Regions from separate parts of the Gasterosteus aculeatus genome. Here region 2 is linked to region 1. The links are chromatin contacts, called in public Hi-C maps. All regions are on one chromosome and are shown on one strand. Each heading gives the region's core, a stretch centred on a gene start, on an enhancer-like site or on the middle of the called end of the contact. The rest is flanking DNA. Distances are from core to core; before and after follow the strand shown. Region 1 holds the start of klhdc8b (kelch domain containing 8B). Region 2 overlaps klhdc8b (kelch domain containing 8B).

Evidence for each region. Hi-C and Micro-C count contacts between places; a contact is called where the count stands out from the background.
Region 2: a Hi-C map of skeletal muscle shows a contact between it and region 1, with 5 times the contacts expected there. The contact joins the enhancer-like site here to the promoter of klhdc8b in region 1. A contact is called at or near these places in 2 of 6 Hi-C or Micro-C datasets (both in skeletal muscle).

What each region holds. Positions count from the first base shown.
Region 1 is chr2:18,556,143-18,562,543 of fGasAcu3.hap1.1, forward strand. klhdc8b (kelch domain containing 8B) reads left to right here and starts at 4,177. Exons shown (of 6, transcript XM_040192274.2): 1 at 4,177-4,512. It overlaps LOC120828735, which reads left to right. Exons shown (of 6, transcript XM_040192272.2): 4 at 940-1,100; 5 at 1,187-1,319; 6 at 2,411-3,500. The coding sequence ends at 2,587.
Region 2 is chr2:18,835,632-18,842,040 of fGasAcu3.hap1.1, forward strand. It overlaps klhdc8b (kelch domain containing 8B), which reads left to right. Exons shown (of 6, transcript XM_040192274.2): 6 at 4,462-6,303. The coding sequence ends at 4,658. Among protein-coding and RNA genes, the nearest start is that of LOC144383807, 17 kb to the right of the region's middle. Within about 2 kb of position 3,575, at least 1 of the 9 cell types and tissues checked has open chromatin away from gene starts, as enhancers often do.

The DNA.
Region 1 (6,401 bases), core at 2,927-5,426:
CTGTCAGGCAAAGTGAGCTGTCTGGCGGAGAGCGCAGAGTAGATCACATTGCACCGCCTATCGCATCGTGCTGTTCATGTGTTGCTTTGGACGAGGGGACGGTTGATGTTTCACAACTCAATATCGTTGGTGATACTGTTCTTTACCCTTTGATGGTACAGTGTTCACCATTTGGGGTGTATATTGGCAGATATTAAATATAATAATAATAAACTGTACTTTGATTTGTGTAAAAACACCCAAAACTATGAACAGCTGTTTTTATTTTATTTTCCTTCAATTCATATTCACTCCGGCAGTCTGTCTTTTACCACAGAGTCTGCCATCTGGCATCGGCATTGTAGAAAGCCTCTCTCTCCGTGTGTGTGATCAGACCTTCCCTCTGCTCCGTGGACGTATCTGGGCATGTGGCCTTCACTCCACGATGCATCTGTATGGCGCTTAGAGCTGATAACCCACCATGTGTGAGCCTAGCGTTCCGCCTCAGGTCAACTCTGTTCTGTTACACACCACGCGATGTGTACAAGACGGAATATTCCCACTATTTGCTCCACCTGCTCTCTCGCTGCCGTCTGCTCTGTGGTTGTGCTGTTGGCCGCGTTGGCTTACGGCATGTCGACAGGCAAAACAAAGGCCTGCCGTGTTCGATGCAGACGGTAACCTAGATGTGTATAACCATGATGTTATAGGTGAGTTTTTAACAACTGGACCACTTAACGCAAACATTTGTTTTTTTTCACCACAGTGATCAAGTTTTAGCCGTGCGGTTTGATCTACGCTCTTTGTTCTAAAGCCACGGAAGGCCAGAGTTTTACTTTGTGTCGCTTTTATGTGTGAGAAAGCTGATCTCACTATTCCTGCAGGTGGAGCCTGGCGGAGAGCATCCGCTCTTAGAGCCGTTCCCTCTCTGACTGCCTCTTCTTGTCACTCCCGGCTCAGTTAAATGTGAATATGACTCCAGGGAAGATCCGCTGCCACAAGAAGGGAGCCGTCCTGAGCCGCGGCGAGGAGCGCCGGTCCACTCGCGACGGAGAACGGGGCCTGTACCAGTACTTGAGCTCAGTCCAGGGCGTGGGGGGCTTCCAGGACCACTTTGAATGGTATGCGCAGCACTCACTCAAACCGGGTGGGATGGGGGTTTTGTGGCGTCCGTGCGTAAACTTGCTGTGACTTTCTTCTCCTTCAGGTGGGCCAGTAATACCTTCTCCATCCGGGGGGGGAAGCCGCTGTGGGTGGACCCCTTCGACCAACATGTCGAGCACATCTTCATCGACGACAACATCCGACAGAACGACGAGGATACCATCGTGCATCCCAAGGTACCGTCGCGACGCAGTACATCCACACATCTGCCTCACTCCGGTCTCCAGCACGTCATGAATGGACTCCAAACAGATAACGAGTGCTATTCTCATTCAGCCAAGTCTCTTTATCCGCTGTGTAAATGATTCAGTGTTTTAATAAGATCCATGTAAATACGTCTTAGTAACGCGGCTGCATCTGTTTCTCCTGTTCTGAGAGCAGAGTCTCAGCACTCTGTTACGTAACCAGGAGAGAATCCCAGAGAAACCATCACAGCGATCTGGTCAATCCGTTAGACTGTTTCTTCTCATCTCCAGCGTTTTTTAAAGGAATCCCATCTGTCAGTGGGCAAACTGCCTGCTGTGTGCTCTCACAGCAGGCAGCGAGAGCACACGGTGCTCACTCATCAGAAACCGCAGGTGAACGCAGCTCGGCTCTGCCTCACAAATGACTGACCATATGGTTCCTCTCGTCTCTGCAGAGCAAACGCGATCGGATCAACCGTCGTATATTACATTACTTTCACGATGAGTGATAATCTAGTGGAGATGAAAAGAGCTGTCAAGGATATTTATGCAATCTACTCACTTTATATCGGCTTATCATCTTGTCCTTTTGCTCCAGTTGATGAAGTTCAGAATGTCTCTTTATTCATTCAGCTATTAAGTAATAATAATAACATTACTTGTGGCTTCATTGCATTCTCAGTAAACCATGACTTAGTTCTATTCAAGGAACCTGAACCAGAACCTTCAGCCATCATTACTTTAATTGGTGTCCTCTGTGAAAACCATTGCGTGAATGGACAATTAAGAGTTGTTCCTTTTTGGGACTTTACAGTCCTTGCAGTTTGCCCGTGAGGAATCCACATCACTTTCTTTTAGGCGTTTTAATCAAAATTGTAAGTCCTTTTTTTCACTGAGACCTTTTCACCCTTTGGAACCCGTCAGTGTGTTGTAACAAACGTCATCTCCCGACATGCACTCGCTGTAATGTTTGTTTTTTAGGCAGGTATATTTCCATCAATTGTCTTTTGACAGACGTGGTCTACAAAGCTAACCTGACTTCCCCTCCCCGCTCCTTTTTGTTCTGTGTGTGTGTTCCCCAGGTGTTCTTGGACCCAGGTGGCGCTGAGACGCGCACAGCCAGCACCTCTGAGCTCTATGACATCACGCTGGTCCAGACCGACCTCCTGCAGGCCATTTCTCAGCCAAGCTACTTCACTCAGCGCGTCCACATCTGTCTGGAAAACTATGAGAGAAACCTCCAGCAGGGGGCAACCTAGAGCACAACTCTCCCCCGTGTCCGTCTGTCCGCACGACATGACCCACCACATCACAAGCCCGGCACCGGTGGAGGATGCAGACACAGGAGACTGTTGGTCTGAGATGTGTGTCGGGTGAAAGCCCTTTAAGCCTTGTGTTACTTGGCCGGCCGCTAGAATCCACCAGTTCATTTAGTTTACTGCTCCTCGTCGCTTTGCTGTAGCTTTTCCCTTTTTAGATGATTCTTACTTCCAATGTTGGCCCTCGCCTGCATTGTCTCTCTTCCGCCTGGAACGGACAGATAAAACTTGAAGACTTCTCGTTGACTTAGAAAGTACCAGATTACTGTAATTACTGTAACAATTGTGACGGCATGCATCAGAAAAGACTTATAATCTCAGTGATTTATATATTTTGATATTAATAACAACTCTCCATATAGATCCATAACTCTTGTTTCCTGACACAATCTGGTGTAATATACCAGATGCATTAGTCTGGGCAGTTCATATCGTGTGTGTGTGTGTGTGTGTGTGTGTGTGTATATATATTTATAAATATATATAAATTGGTGTGCGCAGTGATATCTATAGAAATATGGGGCTGAACGTGGGTTTTGGAAGTGCTATTTGCAAGTAGCACGTTAACGGTGCAGCGTTATTTAAGACCTCATTAGTGATCCTGTGTGTTCTAAAGAAGCAATGCAGTTTGCAGAGGTTTTCACTTTGTATGGAAGGACAACAATTTGTTAAGTCTTGAGGAGCTTTGCAACAAGCTTCTCCTAAGCAATGTTAACGTACTTTGGTACTGTGCAATGAAGACTTCTATATACCACATTATTCTGATGCTGCCACGCAAATGATTCACATTTTATTTTTCTAATAGTAAATGTTTTTAGTCGCTGTTGAATAAATTGCTGTGTTTATCATTGAATTGTTTGGTGTTTTTTTTTGTGTGTGTACATTTTAAAAATGTGTTATTCTCTTACTAATGTTTCAAAGAAAATATCCAAGACAAAGATGCATTAGCTCCCTGATTTAAAAGCGAAAGCGCTGCTTCTGTCCTGGAGCGTCTGTACTTGGTCGCACACATTGAGGTCCGTCCTGATGATCCAACATTTACTGGTTTGCCTGCAAAGCAGAAAAACGATTGCTTTAGTTCTGTTCCGCGCTCTGATCTGTCAGTGGTTAATATTTACAGCAATACCACAGAGTTGCATGTTTTCCTGATCGTGGAGCCCCACACCTTCATCACAGCGCTCATCTTTGCCGGTTACAGCTGGAATTACTGCTGCAGTCCATCAGCTTCTGCCCAGCTGCTCCTCCACGTGAAACATGGTTCCTCCTTTATTTTTATTACGAAGAATTAAACTGCAATATACATTTATTACACTTGATGCATTTGGATAGCACCTTTCCTACAAGACAAAAGTCCTTTATTATGAAAAGTAAAGTAAAAAATAAATACCATTAAAAAAGACATTAACATCACTATTAAAAGCCACTTTGTGTCTTTAAAGCGACAATATGTGGATCCCTCAGACCACATGAGGGCAGCAGCGGCGCTCCGAGGACCCCCTCACCTCCCAGAGGCACCATCCTCCCCCCTCAGGTGAGCGCGGACTCACCTGAAGCCCCCCAGCTGTCTCCAAGCAGCGCACATCGATGCAGAGGGTGTTTGGCGGAGGGGACGAGCTGCGACGGACCGCGACTGCAGACATGCGCGCGCGCGCCCGAGTGAGTGAGTGAGTGAGGGGGGCACGAGGGGGGGAGAGCACCGTGGAGCCAGCTGTTTGGAGCACGGAGGTTGTTGGTTTCGTGGGATTCCGTCGCTGAACGGGGAGCAGCAGCCGTGTTTCTGCCGCGCGGCGTCCTCCGCGGACGCGCCGTGTCCCACAGCTCACGCGCAGCCGCGCCTGACCCCCGAGGCACCGGGCAGGAGACCGGTAAGGACCGCCGTCACCAAACTTTCCTCCTCTCCTGCCGACTTGTTCCAAAATAGAAATAAATAAATCGGGTTTACGCGCCCGTTGGAGGACTTTGGATGCGGGAGCTTCACCTGCGCGCGCGCGCCGCTGATGGACATCAGCTCTGTCTGAACAGGTGTGAGTCGTAAGTTTAATGACGGCATTGTCGCGAGAAAATGGTGGCCGGGGATCAAGCACAGCAACGATCGTCACAAAAAGAGTTTATATTGTGAGGCGACGCTCTTTGGAATGGCGATATATATAATCAATAAGTGACGCTGAACATGTTAAGTATTCGCGCCGCGCCACGATGCCACGAGCCTTTAGAGTTTGAGGTCGCGGGGTCACATCCATCCAGCTGTTTGGTGAGATGCGTCTTATTCGAGACGAGCCAGGTGCGCTTGGCCAACATCTGGATGCAGCTGTGAAACCACCGCTGGTAGATTGCCTCGGAGTCTTTATTGGGGCTTTGGAGCAACTTCAACTTTCCGCTTTACCCCCCCCCCCCTCTCTGCTGCCATACTGTGCCCACCCGACCTGCGAACGGTTTCTCCCACCTTGGTATGAGTTCATCTGCCTGATCAGGACCCCCGCTGACGTGCAGCATGTGGTCCTGTCTCGTCGGATCCGGCGCAGCGGTGCGCGCAGCCGTTACCGTGCGGCACAAAGCGGGGGCTCCCCGGGAAGGCTGCTTGCGCCTCGCTGCCGCCGTCGGGGCAGAAGCAGTAGGGGGGGGGGGGCAGATGGACTGTCTGAGGGTCGAAATGATTAATATCTGAGATTAGCTGCCGATTCTGGCACAATGGCTTGTTCGAAGTGCACGGTGTTATATGTTGCGCTATTTCTTGTTTCTTGTTCTTCTGAGTTTGTATCCTTTTGGCTGAATGCACTTATTGTAAGTCGCTTTGGATAAAAGCGTCACCTAAATGACATGTAATGTAATAGGTGAGGTAAGTGGAGCAAATTGATTTGCTTCACCCAGTTACGTTTTTAGGAAATACTTTTGTTCTTGTGCCCTTTGGTGTTGCGCGTGCGATTTTAGCCCATTGCAGTTACATTTATCCCAAAGGTCAAACCTCAGGTCAGAGCGCACGTGTCCCTGAAGCCATGTCCGGCTTCACATGGCAAACGAAGAAATGACTGCTTTTCACATCTGTCCAGCCCGTTGCGTCTCTTTTCTCTGCTTTCTATCAAATTCACCACATCTTGTGTTCATTTCATTGTGATCCGGTTAACCTGGTCATCCCTAACTGACCTATTATGTGTTATTAGTTAGCTGTTTGTGATCTTGGAATTGAGGCCTGTCCTCCAGTTGAATGAGCAGCGATTTGTGCTGCATGGCCACATCGCCTGAGAGCAGCGGATGGCAGCCCGGGGCCTCATCTATTAACCATGAGTACATGCACAGTTTAGTGCACAAGCCGTGCTCAGCCTATGTGGCCCCACGTTGGTTTAGGGAATCCGCTCATTATATTTATTCTAATCGATATGCCATAATGAACTATTGCATTTTGGTACCACTGACCAATTTGTGTTTTGCCGTAATTGAAGAGCCGTTTATGATCTACGGATCACACCAAAGAGGTCCTGAGCCCCATAGGGCTCCTCTCATTACTCGTGCTATGCTGACAGAACGCACTGCAATATGTATATATAACCCACATTGTCGTGAGACAGGACGTGCATGACGGCCTCCTATGAAGTCTTTTGCCCTGGTGCATGCTGGGAGACTGCTAAGCCTACAAAGAGACGTATTTTGAGTCCTTCCTCAAAGTTAGCATCGTACTGGTTCCCTCGACAGAACGCCAATTGGATTTCTCGAGATGGGACATCGTGCACACACCACCCTTTTCTAAAAGGGCCAAATA
Region 2 (6,409 bases), core at 2,325-4,824, 280 kb after region 1:
GGCGCAGGAGTAGAGAGGGTGCGCTGGGAACCGCAAGGTTGGCGGTTTGAGCCCTGGCTGCTCTATGTCACATGTCGAAGTGTCCCTGAGCAAAACACCCAACCCCTAATTGCTCCCTGGGCCAAAATGTAAAAAGCCATGGGTTAAAAATGTAATGTAAGTCGCTTTGGATGAAAGCGTCAGCTAAATGCTTTGAAGGATCACGTCAAATCCTACACACTGCACCTTTGAAGGCGATGTGTTACCAAACAGTAAGATGTTTGTATTTGTTCGGGCTAATCTGGGCAGGCGAAGTTGAATTCAGTTTATTCACAGATCTGAAGAGATATTACATCCAAGGCACTTATCCTTCATTTTTTGGGAGCTAATTCTGAACATGACAGAGCAAAGACAAGCAAATGCCGTAACCATTTAAAAAATGTCACGTCAAAATGCTACTCACTGATTATCAATCTGTTTCCTCGTGCATTTATCCACGTTAGTTTGTTACAGTGACAGTTACTCTCTCCATCTCATTTTATTCGTATTTGTATTTGGCGATGAGCGCCCGACAACTTGATATCCACATGTTCATTTCAATTAGATGCCGCTCTTCAGGGAAGAAGCTTTGAGGTGCAATTATGTGCTCAGCCATATCATTTTATTGAATGCTAATTTGCCAGAAATGTACACACACACACACACACACACACACACACACAGACAGGCATATGCATACCGTATACAGAACTAACATATACTTGAGGTTTTCATAATTTGTGCCTTCTCGTCTGTTTGAATGTGAATAACATCATCGTCTTTTTAAGGCTATAACATTGGATTATAATATTAAAGCTGCCTAATATGCAAACCAGAAATAACACACTGTCAGAGACGTGTAATGATTCAGAAAATGACTTCAAATAAAAAATCAACAGGTAAATCCCTGTATTTATTTAGGTTGATAGGATCCGTGGCTGCAACTAATTTCGTAATTTTGCCCTTCTGCGTCAAGGCAAATTGCCATAGCAACGTTCACAGACAACATTACGGTATGACAGGCTAATGAAACACAAAACTGGGTTTAAATGTTAGTTTGGAATTTACTACAGTGTGGATCATTGAGCTACGACGTACTGTTGAAGCTAATACGGGTGCCTTAACTTTTAAGCTCTGAATAACAAAGCATTTCAGGACTGAAAGTGGCTCCCAGGTCTAACAGAGGCTTTTATAAGCGTATTTGATGAAAAGAATCTATATCAACTTAAAAAAATAATCCTTTGTTTTGACAAGTTCTCACCTTGCATGGTCTTTCCCTTGATTTGTTTTTATTCAATTTTGAAGAAAATCTTTTCTCCATTAGCCAGGGAGCTGCAGTAAGGTTGATTCATTTGTGTACGCTGGTGTCCCCCTCACACTTAACATGATCCTTTCCGATGTACTATTCGATTTTTACTGTTCACCCACAGCCATATCCATCAGAAAGAAATGCATAAGATAGCAAACTCAAATGAACCAGGAATAGCAGGGCCCATTTAAATGGTAAGACGATAAGGAATTTGGGATGTATTTCTCTTACCATTCTAGAGATAAAAAAGAAGTAATAAAGGAAAAAGGAAAATGTATTTTCCTTGATTAATATCACATGTTTAATCGTTAGAGTTGATGAGATTACACTGAAATGCAACATTCATGATAGATTATCTGAAGATATACATGGGCTCTCTCTGTGTTTTGGCTTACTGTTGACTGGGGCTTTTACCTCATAACACTACTTACATCCAAATAGCTGTGTTACAAAGCATAGATCTACCAAGAACACTAAAATAGTAATAAATACAATATTCACACATCACCAAAGACCTACGTGCTATTATGCAAATAACTGGATAACGTAAAGGCCCATGGGCCTGAACGGATATGAATAGAAGCTCCTGGCTCGGGGGTCACTATGATATCACACTTGTTGCTGTCTGTCGCCATCTGTGGGCTGAATCCTGTGTGTCTATCCGTACTCAGAGCTACGGCCCCTTTAAGAAAGATTGCATTCTCTAATCACTGTGACTCTCCTGATGTTTATCATGCAAACATTTAAGTAGCTAAATCCCATTTTGTCAAAGATAACGTCTTGCTTGTTGTAAGAACTTGACTTGTGTCTGTTGTGTTACCGACGTGGGGTTTGTTCGGCATTTATAGTTTACAATCCTACAGAGCATGTTGCTGTAGAAATAAATAACCCAATATAATGTCGTGAACACAGCTTACTCATATATTTACAAAGGCTGAATGTGTACGACTTTATTATTATAATGCTAATAGGACATAGTTTGGACAGCACATACTGTGATGGTTGTAGACTCCTTGTTAATAAATAATTGTAACATACACAGGTTCTACTTCTTCTAGCCGCTGAGGAGTCGTGTTGACCATGTTCTTGATTATACTAAACAAATCTCTGTTACAGAGAACAGAATTAATGAACAATGCGTGCTGAGAAATCCCTGCTGGAATATGATAAATACTGTAAAGTGGGCTTGTAATGATGCAGTTGGCATATGAAACATTAGCACAAAGTCCTCTGCTGGTTTGTAATGCTGTGCAATCTCAAAATAGAAGAGGGGAGAAGTTGGTGAGGTGAACACAGAAGACAGAAAAATAATTACTTGTGGGCTTTGGGAAGGGCTGAAGAATGGAGATGTAAACAGAGGATGAAAATGATATTTTTGAAGCAAGCTTTTTTTCCGTGCGATTGATGTCTTTCAGGAGTGGCCCAGCCTTGCGTGCACAATCATCTAATTAAAAAGCATAGTGGAAATTGCGTTCTAGCTTTATATTATCAGCTTTTCCGTTTCACTGATCCAAGCAGACCTCCAGTAGACGTTTGACTGCAAAACAGCAGATTGATCAGCTTCAAAGTCAGCGCCGTAGAACGAATGAGTCAAACAAACATACATACAACCTGAGTTAGCTTAGTCATTCTCCAACATTAATAAAGCTAAACGACAGCATGAAGCTAATAGTGAAAGAGTAGTTGTGCAGAAGAGAGCATGAGGAGCACAGAGGAGACAAAAAGAAGAAGAGAATCGTCTCACAGAATGGATTCGAAATAAGAAGAGAAAAAGTAAGAAAGATGAGCAATTGAATAAAGTAAAGAGGTGAAAGGGTGAGCTTAACGGAGACAGGCAGGAAGAGCCAAAAGGGATTACAGCAAAAAGTGATGAAAGTAAAGAAAGGAGGAGGAACAAAGGAGAGGAGGAGAGAGGGAGCAGAGCGGAGGACAAGAGGAGCGGCTGGACAATCGACATGACGTCTGTCTGCCGGGAATCAAAGCTACGATAGGAAGCCTTTGAGCTCCAAGAGAACGTTTCTGTGTGTGCGTGCGTGTGTGTGTGTGCGTGTGTGTGTGTGTGTGTGTGCGTGTGTGTGTTTTAGGGGAAGCAGGCCAAGATTGCTTTGAAAAAGCCGGCTCGCCAACGCTCTCTCCCTTCAACCAAACGATGATAATAGTCTTCCTCGGACACAAACACTACACACGCAGGGTCTCGCTGTGACGTGGGGTCTCCATGGCGACGGCAACAACTTACAGCGGCTGATATAAAATGACAGTGAGCGTTGCACCTGGGGTGAGATGGAGGGGGAGGGAAGGAGAGTCGAAGCGGGAGGAGGAACATCAGACGTCAGAGAGGAGATGAAACGCAAATGTGGTACGAAAATCCGCCTGGACTCAAAGAGGAACAAAGATCACTTAGAGCTCACGTTTATGTCACAGCTTGTTTCTCGCATTCATGTGACGGAAATATCCAATTGGATAAAATGATGGAGCCATTGATAAATGACTGCTTAGTGATTCTAGTTCATACCTAAAGCTGCATTAATCGAGCACATTGATATGATTGACCAACACGTGGTGACTTCCTCCTCTGGAGTCGGGACCTTCCTTCGAAAGCCGCTTGGATGTTCACGCTAAGTTCTCTCAAGCTGCAGACAAAAGCTCTATTCGGGGAGGCCATTAGTGTACCAGAACAGTTCGTCCACCATTCCAGGTGTTGATGGAGTCACGGTGATTCACCATCACGTTGCTGTGGCAGATGCTGCTTTGGATGTTTAATGTCTGCATTTGTTTGTGTGTGTGTGTTTATTCTGCTCTCAGCGCACTGACTGGAGGTGAAGTGTGTCGGGACATGTTTTTTGTTTAGCGTGTTATTAATACGCATTCATAATCTTTAGGTGACGAATGTGAATTTAGTCAAAATAAAAATGCCGATTTGAGGATTTGAATCCTCTGAGCCACAGGAGCCAAAACATGAAATCCACACCTCTGACACCTTTTATCTTGATTTATATGAACATTTGAGGCGTCTAAATCTATTTAAATAGAATGAGCTATATTTGTATATTAAAGCCTTTGCTTAGTGCAGACATGTTTCCAACCCGTGTGATGATGCATTCAAAACATAAACGCGTTCCTTTTTCATTTCGCAGGGAACGAGCCGACGCCGTTGGGCACGGTGGAGAGCTACAACCCGGTGAAGCGGCGCTGGGAGTACGTGGCGCCAATGCCCACCGCGCGCTGCTCCTCCGCCCTCCTGCAGACAGCCAACATGCTGTTTGTCATTGGCGGGGTCTCCCAGGGACCCAGTAACGCTTTGGAGGCCCTCTGCTCACCTGAAACCGTGTGACACGCGCAGGAGTCCAGAGTGGGATCCGTATTTTAGTCACGTGAAATGGATCCATGGAATCGCACTTGGCGTTTTCGACCATTTTTTTTTCCAACTGATGGATTGTGCACACTGGGACATGAGCCAAAAACAAACACACACACACACACACACACACACACACACACACACACACACGGTGTCTGGAGAAACAACACGCCTTTGACCTGATCAGCATTTTTCAGAATAAAAGCAGGGTAATTATCTGGACACTAAAAGGAAGATAGGGCCATATCTGTAAGTCTTTTTCGCGGCGGTGGCGCTCTTTGCGTAAGGGAGCTCGGACACTTTTCTATGACCTCGACCGAGTTTTAGAGAGTGCCGTTCTAGTTGTGTGAATGTCTGTTTGTGTTCTTCTTCTTGTCTCTTTGTGGCACTGCTAGCAAGTGCTACTCCAGTGTCAACAACAGTGTCCCTTAACACGTTCTCCACACCTTCTCGCACCCCAAGCAGCTGCCTGCCAGTCAAGCGTTGACCACAGTCACTGTGTTTCCCTGGTTCCTTTAGTTGCAGAAAAGCTGACTGTGGTCCGAGCTGCTGGCATCTCGCTCTGCTGTCCATCCATCCAGCCTCTACCAGCACCACAGCGATCCATTTCCATCCATCTCCAGTAGCTCAAGGAGGAAGATGCTCGTGCAGTGAATGCAGAGCTTCTCATACCTGCTGCACCGAAGCGTCCGTACAGATAAATAACACCCTGCACAACAGCCCGCTGACATGTGATGTTCCCCTTGAGTCTGTTTGAGCGATAGTGGTGGAATTGTTTTATTTTCCTAAACTTGATGTCTTGAAGCCTGATGATGGATAAAATGAGAAGGGGATTTTTACGGGGCTGATACCTCGGCAATATTGTTGTTCAGGTTCAGGTGATGATTTAATAATTATAAGCAAGATGAGATTTTATGATAATGTGAGTGAAATAGCCCGTTTAGATATAACCCCAGTCTGCATAATCAGTCTAAATAGTCTTTTGAGTGCAAAAAGGTCCATTCTTCTTTGTAAGCTGTGTAGCTTGCTCAGGAAGGAGGTTGTAAAACATACAACCGTCGGCTTGGTTCAAATTGTGATGTTCTCGGTACCCATCCAGCCTCTGTTTGGGATTTGTCAGTTTCTGCTTGTGCTTACATTTTTTACAATCATCTTACTTGGTTACAGGAAACGTGTCTGCTCATTAGGAGCATACAGTCTCCTTTCAAAATAAATCACTCATGTAGGTTTAGGTATTTTTATGTTAATTCACACAACAACGATATTTGGTTAGATTAAGGCAACTGAAGTACTTGTTTTGGCTTCGTAAAAAGAATCCCTTTTAGGAGAAAGCTTTTTTTCAGGGGTTATACCACATATGACCCCCAAACACTGTCAATGTAGGTGGGTTCTTGTTTTAACTGTTAACCTGTGGATGTGGAAAGGTTCTGTGACAGATTCAGAGGTTTATGGACAGCAGGCGAGGTTGGGCATAAATCAAAGGAATTACACTGTGTTACCACGTGGCGAGCAGCCTCGGTCGAATTGGCCTTTGGGCTTTACAGTCTGTACACGTATGACATCATCACTCCCAAGACCCTCACATCAGCACACGACCCCCCCCCCCCAAAAAAATAAAGGAAGAAACTGGTGAGAACGGTCGAGGAGGGACCCGTCTCCATCTCCCGGGATGGACGGAATGGACAACATAAAAGATACAACACGTCCAATTCATGCAACAGAAA